3 separate regions of the Mus musculus genome follow, and all the other regions are linked to region 2. Evidence: chromatin contacts called from public HiChIP or PLAC-seq data. All regions are on one chromosome and are shown on one strand. Each heading gives the region's core, a stretch centred on a gene start, on an enhancer-like site or on the middle of the called end of the contact. The rest is flanking DNA. Distances are from core to core; before and after follow the strand shown.

Region 1 (3,469 bases), core at 398-2,897, 550 kb after region 2:
CCTGGCACAAAGGACTGTTTCTCAGCACCAGGGGCACAATGCAGCTAGAGCTCCCCTCACTCCTAACTGCTTCAAATAGCAAGTGCAACCTAGGTTAGGCCACTGAGAGTGAGGGATGTTTACTTCAGTCCAGTTTTTTTTTTTTTTTTTTTGGTTTTTCGAGACAGGGTTTCTCTGTGTAGCCCTGGCTATCCTGGAACTCACTTTGTAGACCAGGCTGGCCTCGAACTCTGAAATCCGCCTGCCTCTGCCTCCCTTCAGTCCAGTTTTTAAAGCTGGTAACTAAGCTGAGAGATTGGCTTGAGCCCCATAAGGAAGAGCTATAAGGACTGGGCTTTTGAGGAAGGAGAAGGCCCCCAAACCCCAACATCCCTTTTGGTGTCCCCTCTCCTAGGAACCTGTCACTTCTGAATCTACTGTTCTAGGCCCCTCTCTATGACATCAGCTATGCCCCCCCCCCTTTTTTTGTGTTTCTTTGAGACAGGGTTTCTCTGTGTAGCCCTGGCTGTCCTGGAACTCACTCTGTAGAGCAGGCTGGCCTCGAACTCAGAAAACCACCTGCCACTGCTTGCCAAGTGCTGGGATTAACGGCGTGCGCCACCACCGCCCGGCATCAGCTAGGCCCGCTCTAGGGACCTTACTGACAAGAGGTATAGCCACAACTTACCTCTTCCTTATGTCTTCCGCACATTCCTCGCAGGGGTAAAACTTGGAAAATATATGTATGAACTGGGCCATATCCTGTTGTTGTTCTGGCGTGGGCCTGTCCGGGTAATAGGCGGCCAGCGTATGGAGGAAAGCCCAGGTGTGGCGACCCAATTCTTCCCGATCCTGTGGACAGTCCTCCCTAAACTTGATGTCCCGCTGCAGAAGTAGGCCGACTAAAGGTCAATTCACTCTTACCCAACCAGAAAGCCCATAAAATTCCAACCCAGTGGCAGACTGCTTGCGTTGTACGCCAGAGGCCTTCGGTTCGAATTCCCATTATCACTAATAATAATCATAATAATAATAATAAAGGAAACAAGAACGCTCCCTTTTTCAGTTGACAGCCTACTAACTCGATCTGACTAGCCAGTGGCTGAAAGCGCAAAAGTTTGAGCCTAACGGTGTGTGTGGGTGAGGGGTAAACATGTTTAGGCATAGCCAACCCTGAGGGTTTGGGCCGTGCGGTAGCCGAACGGGAACCTGGAAACCAGGTGTGTGGGGGACCGGGACCGGGCGGCCAAGCGGGGCATCTGCACCTTCTGCTGGGTCCGCATCCACGACTTGAAGTCCACGCAGGCCCGGCACGGTCGCTTCCCGTGCTCCAAACCTTGCGGCGCCGGGGCCGCGGCAGGGGTGGTGTCGTCTCTATGCCTTGCGCCGCGGCCCCGCGCGTCAGTCACCAGGTCGTCGGTCATCTCGGAGCGCGCGCCGCCCGGCAGGAAGGAGAAGCGACTGCCGCGAGGGAAGCCCGCCGGCTCGCTGGGCGCCGCCATCTTGCTGGCGTGCGGGCAGCGGGGCCAAGAGGGCGTGCCGGCGACAGTTCGGAGGAGCGTGCACGCCACCGCCGGCGCGCGGCGGCAGGAGCGGGAACCGCAGCCCGGGGCTGGGCTCAGGCCGGGGCAGGAGGCGGGGCCTGGCGGCGGGGCGGGGCTGGGGGCCGAGGCGGCGGCCCGGGTCGCGGAGGCGTAGGAGGCCTCGGGGCGGGAGGAGGCGGCGCCGGAGGCCCAGGCCGAGGCGGCACTGGCGGCTGCGGCTCCGGCTCTGCGGGTACTCTTGCGCCTGGTGACCCGCCGCGAGCCCGGCGTGCGTGGTCCATGGTGGGGTTCAGGCTTCCTCCGGCAGATGTGAAGTGTGTCGTGGAAGGCGCGCTGCGGCTGTGCTGAGATCTTGGACTGAGATGAGTTCCGAGATGCTTCTCGCATCACCCCCATCGCTTGGCTCAGACACCTAAGGGCGGCAAAATTTGGGGTCTTCCTGCCTTACGACGTGCCCACCTACACGCTTCTCGGTGCCTTAGCAACGCGCGACGGGGCGTGGCCTCACAGAGACCAGACAGTACTTATTGCCAGAGGCTACCTGTGCCCTAGTAACTGTCCCCCACTGCGCAACCTTGAGAGAGGGCGTGTCCTCATCCTCTAGCTTGGATAAAAGATTATTATGCCTATTTTAATAGCAGCCTCAGGAATTTCTTCCTTTTTTTTTTTCTTTTGGAGACAGGGTCTCATGTAACTTGGACTAACTTTGAACTCTGTATGTAGCTGAGTGAAGATGATGTTGAATTCTTGAATCTTTTTGCCACCACACCACCTCTTCAAGTGTTTGACTTAAACGCCTGTGCCATCACAGGAAGAATTCCTTCCGCTGCCTCCATGTGTTCATTTACTCTTTCTGCAAATATTTGTAGAGTGGCTGCTCTCTCCAGGTGCTGTTTCCTCCACTGAGCAGAACAAGGAACAAGCCTCCCTCTTTAGCCTTTAACCAGTGATGCAAATGCGGAAAACCCAGTACACCAGAATCATATTTACAAAACTGATGAAAGCTGTGCAGGGGGTGAGGAGACCCTTAGGCACAGGCCTTTGGGATAAGAAATCAGCTCAAATGCTTGACATTTTACAGAAACACCAGTGACGCTGGGGGCAGGGTCTAGGGAAGGTAGAGGAGATAGAGGCAGAATCCAGAGTCCGGCAAGGCCTACTTATGACCATGGTAGCAACTGGCATTTTTTTCCCTAAAAACAGAGATGTTGGGCAATTTGGGACAGTGGATTTTGTGTGTGTGTGTGTGTGTGTATTTCAAGACAGGGTTTCTTAGTGTAACCAGTCTTGACTGTCCTGGACTCTCTTTGTAGACCAGGCTGGCCTTGATCTCAGAAATCTACCTGCCTCTGCCACCCAAATGCTGGGATTAAAGGCATGTGCTACCCCACTGAGAACAGATTTTTTTAAAGAGACAGGGAGGAACCCAGAGTTGGGGGCTCCTCTGTGTGCATCTGAGAGAGGCAGTGGCTAGATAGAGTGAAGAGCATCTAAGGTTGGGAGGGGTAGACAGGGGCTGTCAACTGAGTGGTAAGAGGGGCTCACAATTCCTCACTTTTCCAGCTTCTGTCTTCTGACTTCCAACATTTCTGAAAAAAAGCCAGAAAGTTATTAAAGGTAATGCCAAGACTTAGCTAAGTAAGGAGATTGGCTTTATGACCTAGCTACTCGGGAGCCTAAGACAGTAATATTCCCAACTTTGGCAAAACCCTATCTCAAAGCAAAACAAGACAAAAACAACCAACCAAAACCAAACCAAACCAAAGCAACCAAAAAAGGACCCAGTAGTTGACTCAAGGTTGTCTGTGTCTGTAACATACTGTACTGTAGCCCAGGGTGGATTCAAAGAGCAAGCTGTTAGGCACACCCTGGAGGAGGTCACAGCAGGATGAAGAGGCAGAGGGGGCAGGTGAAGTTGAGGCGGCAGGTGCTTTGGTGGTGGAACT
Region 2 (3,399 bases), core at 660-3,159:
AGGGGAAAGGCTTTGAGGAAAATTAATTGAGACAGTGTAGCAAGCCAGGTTAAAGTTCAAATGCAAATACACTTTAACTATGCAAATCTCCGGTTCTCAGACCAAAAAAAAAAATCCATCAATGGAACCATCTCTGCCTTTCCTAACAGGAAGGAAGCAAAGCATATTCTCACATGTGCATATATGACAAGATGCACGGCCTACTTCTTCTCATTTTCTTACAGAGAAGTCTATTGTGTTTATTCTGTAATTTCTTCTGCTCACTAGGCTCCAGTGCTCTTAACACTGAAAAAGCTGTCTGATGAGAAGAAAATTGTAGATATCAAATGCCTACCACGGAAGTGTCAAGACAAAGTGAGAAAACACACTTTTCCTCTTCCCATAGACACCATCAGATACACACCTTACACATTGCAAAAGCATCTCTGTGTCAAAGTTCACTTCATAAATATCCAAAGTACTGTCACTCTGACTTCCACGATTCATGTTTTTGCGTGCTAGCCCAAGCACCCCGGGGTAAAGACACAAGTGTTGCAACACCCTTTTTTGCCTTTCACCATTTTTCTCAGCTGGATAGGTCCTCCTCCTTTTAGAATTTGGATTAATTACCATCCATCTCACAGTAGAGGGTTATAACTTCAAGTCCATGGATGAGATGCAGAAGGCTCTTGAGCCTCTGGTAGCAACAAAATTCCGTGCAACTGTGTATGCTTCTCAAAAGGAGCCCATACTTTGATTCTTAAAGGGGCTCATGACCCTCCAAAAACCACTACCACAGACACATCCTAGACCATACTGAACCAAGTGAGTTTCTTCAGTCCCCTCGAATAAAGAGACCAACAACCCTCTTCCCATCCCGCCCCACTCCCTGAAAGCTGGAGTGAGGATCGAACCCAAGAGCCCTGAACATGTGAAGCAAGCAGATTACCACTGAACCACAGCCCTAGCCCAAGGAGGTTTGCCTTTTGAACCAAATCTTGCTCGGCGTCTGACATCTTCTCATCAGCCACTTCATATCTCATACAAGGCAGACACGCTGATCTAAGAACTCTAAAACTTACCAGAAAATACAACTATGGATACTTATTTAACAACACAGAGAAAACAAACATTTCACCCAACAAGTGGTTGGTTTTGTCGTCCTCGTCCTTCCGCCCGCCCCCCCCAACCCCTCCTCCCTGTCAAACTTAGGCTGCCCTCGCTGGGGCCTCTAAGCCCGGCCTCCCAGGGCTTCCCACCTCACTGAGCGTAGAACTGCAGGCAAGAGGAGGACCGAAATGCCCCGCTGACCAAGAATCTGGAAAGGAGCCTCCAGCATCAGGTGCTACAAGCAGGAACTCACATCTCCTGCTTCCCAGGAACCTCCTCCAGGTAAAGGATGGAGAATGCTCCTCCTCGGGCAGGACCTCAAGGTAAGCCCAGAGGCTCGGCTCCAGGCTGCACAGAGCCGAAAACAAACTTTCCAGGCACTTCCACCCCGCCCGACCGGGTGACACCTCCCGGCCTCCCCCGCCCTCCGTGCCCTGTCAGCGCCCCCGGCTGCCGCCGACAGCCCGAGCCGGGGCCCGCATTCCCTGCCGCAGCCGAGAGGAACCCTCGGCCGGTGCCAACAGTCTTGCCCGCCACCCAGCCGCAGGTGAGGCGCCGCCCGGCCCGCGACACCGGGCCGCCCCGCCTCGCCCAGCAGAACCCAGGCGACCGCCACGCTCCCGGGTAACGGACCGGTGCGCCCTACAGCAGCCGCGCGCTCACCAGCTGGCTGGTGGTCCTGGCCATGAGCCCCAAGTCGGCGCGGGCGCCTCCCCCGCAGCGTTGCGCTGCTCGGCGCCTCCTCAGCGTCCTCCTCCCCGCGGCGGAGCCCCAGCAATGGCCGCCCTCATCCTGCGCCCGCCCCGCCGCCTGCCGCCCCCAGCGCCACCCCGCCCCCGCGCGACGCTAAGCAGGACTTCCGCGACGTAGCCGCCGCTCCTCTCGCCCATTGGTCAGTATAGCTGTCATTGGCGGCGGGCCGTGAGGGCCCCGCCCCCGACCAAGAGCCGTATTTCCGGGTTGGGGCCCGGCGCGCTTGTCGAGGGAGGCTGAGCGAGCCAATCAGAAGTGACGGGGAGGGGCCGGGGCCGGAGCGCCGAGCTGTCATCCGCGTTCCCTGTCAGGTAAACTGAGGCTCCGTAGCCAGCGGGCCAAGGTCACGCCTGGGGCAGCAGCAAGGCTGAGCTCGAACCTACTGCCAGGACAACTTGAATCTGATTCACAGGTCACGAGTAATCTGGGAGAGAAATTGGGCTATGATTTGAAGCAGAAAACAAGCCGTCCTGTCACTCCTGATGAACCTGTTTTTGCCAATATTTTGATGGACGTCTTTGTGAGCTTGCTTTTTTTTTTTTTTTCCTTTCCCAGCAGGATCTCACTATCGAGAACAGACTGGCCTCCTACTTGCGGCAATCCTGTCTCAGCCTCCCAGCTGCTGAAATGACAGGTATGCCACATCCTCCTTTAGTTGTCATTATGACAACCGCTGTAGATGTTTTTTTAAATTATGGTGAAACGCATACAATTTTTGTAAACTTTTTGCGCTGTGTGTACAGTGTATGTGTGTGTCCACTTTGTGGGTTTGTCAGATGTCTTCCTATACCAGTCGCTACCTGGAACTTGCTGATCCCTCTTGGCTGGCTGGCTGGCCAGTGAGATGCAGTGGTCCCCCTGTCTCTGTTTTCCCAGGGGTGAAGGTACAGACACACCCCCACCATCTCCAGCTTTCTTTTACAGGAGTGCTGAGGACTTGCCTGCATAGCAGGCATCATACTGAGCCATCTCTACAGACCTTCCCCATTTTTTTTTCAGTGTTGGGAATTAACTCAAGACCTCACACATGCTAGATCATCTCAAAATTAAATGTTTCTAAATTACACCCATAGCCCTTGCGCCCTTTGTTTTTTGTGGTGTTTTTGAGACAGTGTCTCAGTATGTAACCCTGGCTAGCCTGGACATCACTATGTAGACTGGGCTTGTCTTGAATTCATGATCTTTCTGCCTTAGATTTCCTAGTGCTTGGGTATAGGTATTCACCACCCTTTCCAGATATTTGTCATTTGTGTAAAATAATTTAAAGTGCTGAAAATTACTGTGAGTATTCAGCCTTAAATGGGGCATCTAGAACCAGGTCATAGTGGCTTATTCCTTTGATCTCAGCACTCAGGAGGCAGAGGCAGGGCTACACAGAGAAACTCTGTCTTGCAAAACAAACAAACACAAGATAAATAAAAGGGAGCATCTATATGAGTCCCCCTCCAAATAAGGCTTAGGGAACCTTGGGAATGTAAGAGGAGCAATGCTGAGAAATGCTGACTCTGACCCTGATGTGGCCTGGCACCGAGGGTCTCACCACTGCTGTGCTCACCT
Region 3 (3,032 bases), core at 133-2,632, 530 kb after region 2:
CAGAAGATATTAAACCTCCTGGAACTGGTTGTGAGCCTTCATGTGGTGCTGGGAATTGAACCTAGGACTTCTGCAAGAAAAGCTAGTGCTCTTAATTGTTGAGCCATCTCTCCAGTCCTCCATTTTAACAGATTTTTTTTTTTTTGAGACAGTGTCTCACTTCTACGTAGCCATGGCTGGCCTGAAACTATGTTGACCAGGCTGACTTCAAAACTTACAAAGTCTATGCCTGTGAGTGCTAGGATGAAAGGTATGTGACCACACCCTGTCATTTTAACAATACTTAGCCCTGCCCAGTTGCCTAAGAAAGGTAAATCCCCCTATCTGTCCGAAGATGGCAAATGTAGCCCGGTCTGCTTTACATAGTTGGTATGGCGACCCCAGTTTTACAAATGAGGTTATAGGCTTCAGTGGGGCAACCTAGTTCAGAAGCATGTAAGTCTAGGTACCAGGATTAGGGGTTTAAGTCATTTCTGATTCTAGCTAGCCATAGGCACTCTGGGGTCACACACACAATATACTGACTCTTTCTAGAAAGGGTTCAGATTTGGACCCATCTCGCTTCATCAGAAATCCGGAGACCGCCCAACAGCTGCAGACTTGAAGCCTCCGGTTCACTACTATCCACTCAAGCACCTCTGGGTGCTTCCCTTTCCTACATACTATGTCTGGCTGGATGTGTCTGTCTTACAACCAAGAAAACACGAGGTCCCTTCTCTAGTGGGATTGGGTGAGAATGTCTGGATGTCCTGATGTCAGAGGCTTATGTTCCAAACACAAGAGAGGTGCAGGGCTATAGAAAGGTTCCTAAAAATTTGTCGGATTCAGTCATTACTAGCTGAATTACTTATGTATGTATTTTGTGCTGGGAATGGAACCTAGGCACGGTAGGCAAGTCTCTGCCACTAAGCTATGTTCCCAGGACATCCAGTGAAATTTGCATTTAAGATACAAACATACTACATACTACGTCCAAGTAATGTTTGTGTGATACTTAGCTTAAGACTGATCGAGCCGGGCATAGTGGCGCATGCCTTTAATCCCAGCACTTGGGAGGCAGAGGCAGGCGAATTTCTGAGTTCGAGGCCAGCCTGGTGTACAGAGTGAGTTCCAGGACAGCCAGGGCTACACAGAGAAACCCTGTCTCGAAAAACAAACCACAGTTCGTGTTTTATCGGAAATGATGCTGGAAACCCTGTAGCTCCTCCGGCGTTTCCAGAGCTTGCGTCGGCGAAGGCGGAGAGACTCCGCATTTAAATGACTGGAAAGGCTTGAGCAGCAGTCATGAGCGAATGGCAGCTCTGTACAACACCAGGCCCGGGCGGAAGTCGCAGTGCGCACTTCCGCCAGGCGGGCGGTTGCCTGAGGGCAGTGACGTCGACGGAAGGGGCGGGTCCGCCGGGAGCCAGGCCGCGCTGTGCCGCGCCGGCCAGGAGGGGGCCGGAGCCCGGCCATGGCGGCGGCGGCGGGCGCCGAGGGGCGGCGCGCGGCTCTGGAGGCGGTGGCAGCGCCGGAGCGGGGCGGCGGGAGCTGCGTGCTGTGCTGCGGTGACCTGGAGGCTACGGCGCTGGGCCGCTGCGATCACCCGGTGTGCTACCGGTGCTCTACCAAGATGCGGGTGCTGTGCGAGCAGCGCTACTGCGCCGTGTGCCGCGAGGAGCTGCGCCAGGTGCGCCAGCGGGGCGCGCGACGGGGCGCGGGGAGGGCGGACTCCTGATGGCTTTGCCTGCTCGGTGTCCGGCCGCGGCCTGGCCTCACCCGCTCCCTCCGGAGGCCGGGTGGTCGGTCGGGGCGCCATGCGATCACCGGGCCTCCTGGGGCTGGGAGAAGCCAGAGGCGGCCGGGCTGGGGAAGGAGGAGCGATGTCTGTGGGAACTCTAAGCCTGGGGACTTTTCCCTATGACCTGGCTGCGGGAAGGGCAAGGTCAGGTCGAGAGCCCTCCTGTCTGTGAATCTTAATTTTTTCGGGATCGTCACTGAGGAGGAGCAGACAGCCAGGGGGAACCTCCAGACACTGTCTATTCTGGAAGCTGACTGCTCTGGAAAAAAAGGGTTAAACTGGACATTTCCAGACTAGTTGGGCTTCTGGGCCCCACCGGTGATCCTTAGCTCCTGAGACAGCGTTTCCATTTGTAGAGTGGAGGTGATACCAGGACCTGATTCCTAGGTGCTTGGTGGTCCACAATTTTAGGAAGTTTTCCTCCTCGTTACTAGTTCTAGCTTTGAGGCTTCCTTCCAGAGTGGTGGGAAGAGGATGTTTCTGGCTGTCTAGACTTGGAAATCCCGAAGGGGGTCAGAGGACTCCAGCAATGCCAGCCTTTGATGGGGAGTATCCAGCTGAACCTCCCTTGGTTTGCTGCCCGTAGAGATCTGTTTGCTTCCAGAATTGTGAAATTACCTTGGTTGGTTCGTGGAAGGTTTTGGCTAGTGGCTTCTGCCAGGGAATCACCCTTTCCTGTTCTTAGAAGTGATGCAGAGATAGAAATGATGCCAAAATTTTGAGTTTTTTTTTTTTTTTTTCTTTTCTTTCTGACCTTTTTCTTTCTCGTTGAGATAGGGTCTCACTATGTAGTCCTGGCTGGCCTGGAACTTGTTATGTAGAACCAGTATCTGCCTCCTGATTTCTGAGATTAAAGGCAGTGCACCACCATATCCCGTATTTGAGACAGGGCCTGTAGCTCTGGCAGTCCTGGAACTCATTCTCTAGACCAGACTGGCCTTGAAGTCACACAGATCCACCTGCCTCTACCTCCTGAGGGCTAGGTCATTCTCCACCATACCCAGCACACCCAGCTTTTCTTTCTTGATATTTATGTCAAAAGACTCAGCTGGAATCTGGAACATTCCCTAAGCATCTATGTCATACTGGGGAAGAGGGACTAGAAGACCCCAGACATAGTGTGGTGGAAGGAGCCTTACCCTACTGGATGAGATCTGGGGTTTAGAAACATCTCTGGAAGCTTTTGGCTGGTGTCCTACTCAGGGTCTTGCTGGGGCTTTGCTGGCCAGTCGTGCACACGCTGATGGGAAGG

Evidence for each region. HiChIP or PLAC-seq counts read pairs in DNA pulled down with a chosen protein or histone mark.
Region 1: an HNF4G HiChIP or PLAC-seq map of pancreatic cancer cells shows a contact between it and region 2. The contact joins the promoter of Noxo1 here to the promoter of Pdpk1 in region 2. A contact is called at or near these places in 4 of 39 promoter capture datasets (the C10 cell line, cranial neural crest, liver and 1 more) and 1 of 115 datasets of contacts at active chromatin or transcription factors (pancreatic cancer cells).
Region 3: an H3K4me3 HiChIP or PLAC-seq map of embryonic stem cells shows a contact between it and region 2, with 3 times the contacts expected there. The contact joins the promoter of Zfp598 here to the promoter of Pdpk1 in region 2. A contact is called at or near these places in 4 of 39 promoter capture datasets (3T3-L1-derived adipocytes, liver, neutrophils and 1 more) and 2 of 115 datasets of contacts at active chromatin or transcription factors (embryonic stem cells and pancreatic cancer cells).

The regions. Positions count from the first base shown.
Region 1 is chr17:24,694,587-24,698,055 of GRCm38.p6, forward strand. Noxo1 (NADPH oxidase organizer 1) reads left to right here and starts at 1,648. Exons shown (of 9, transcript NM_001357836.1): 1 at 1,648-2,410. Gfer (growth factor, augmenter of liver regeneration) reads right to left here and starts at 1,570. Exons shown (of 3, transcript NM_023040.3): 1 at 1,245-1,570; 2 at 668-864. The coding sequence starts at 1,481.
Region 2 is chr17:24,139,685-24,143,083 of GRCm38.p6, forward strand. It overlaps Pdpk1 (3-phosphoinositide dependent protein kinase 1), which reads right to left and starts at 1,910. Exons shown (of 14, transcript NM_011062.4): 1 at 1,753-1,910. The coding sequence starts at 1,776. It overlaps Gm33409 (a long non-coding RNA gene), which reads left to right and starts at 1,879. Exons shown (of 2, transcript XR_876671.3): 1 at 1,879-2,476; 2 at 2,767-2,914.
Region 3 is chr17:24,668,305-24,671,336 of GRCm38.p6, forward strand. It overlaps Zfp598 (zinc finger protein 598), which reads left to right and starts at 1,383. Exons shown (of 12, transcript NM_183149.2): 1 at 1,383-1,669. The coding sequence starts at 1,454.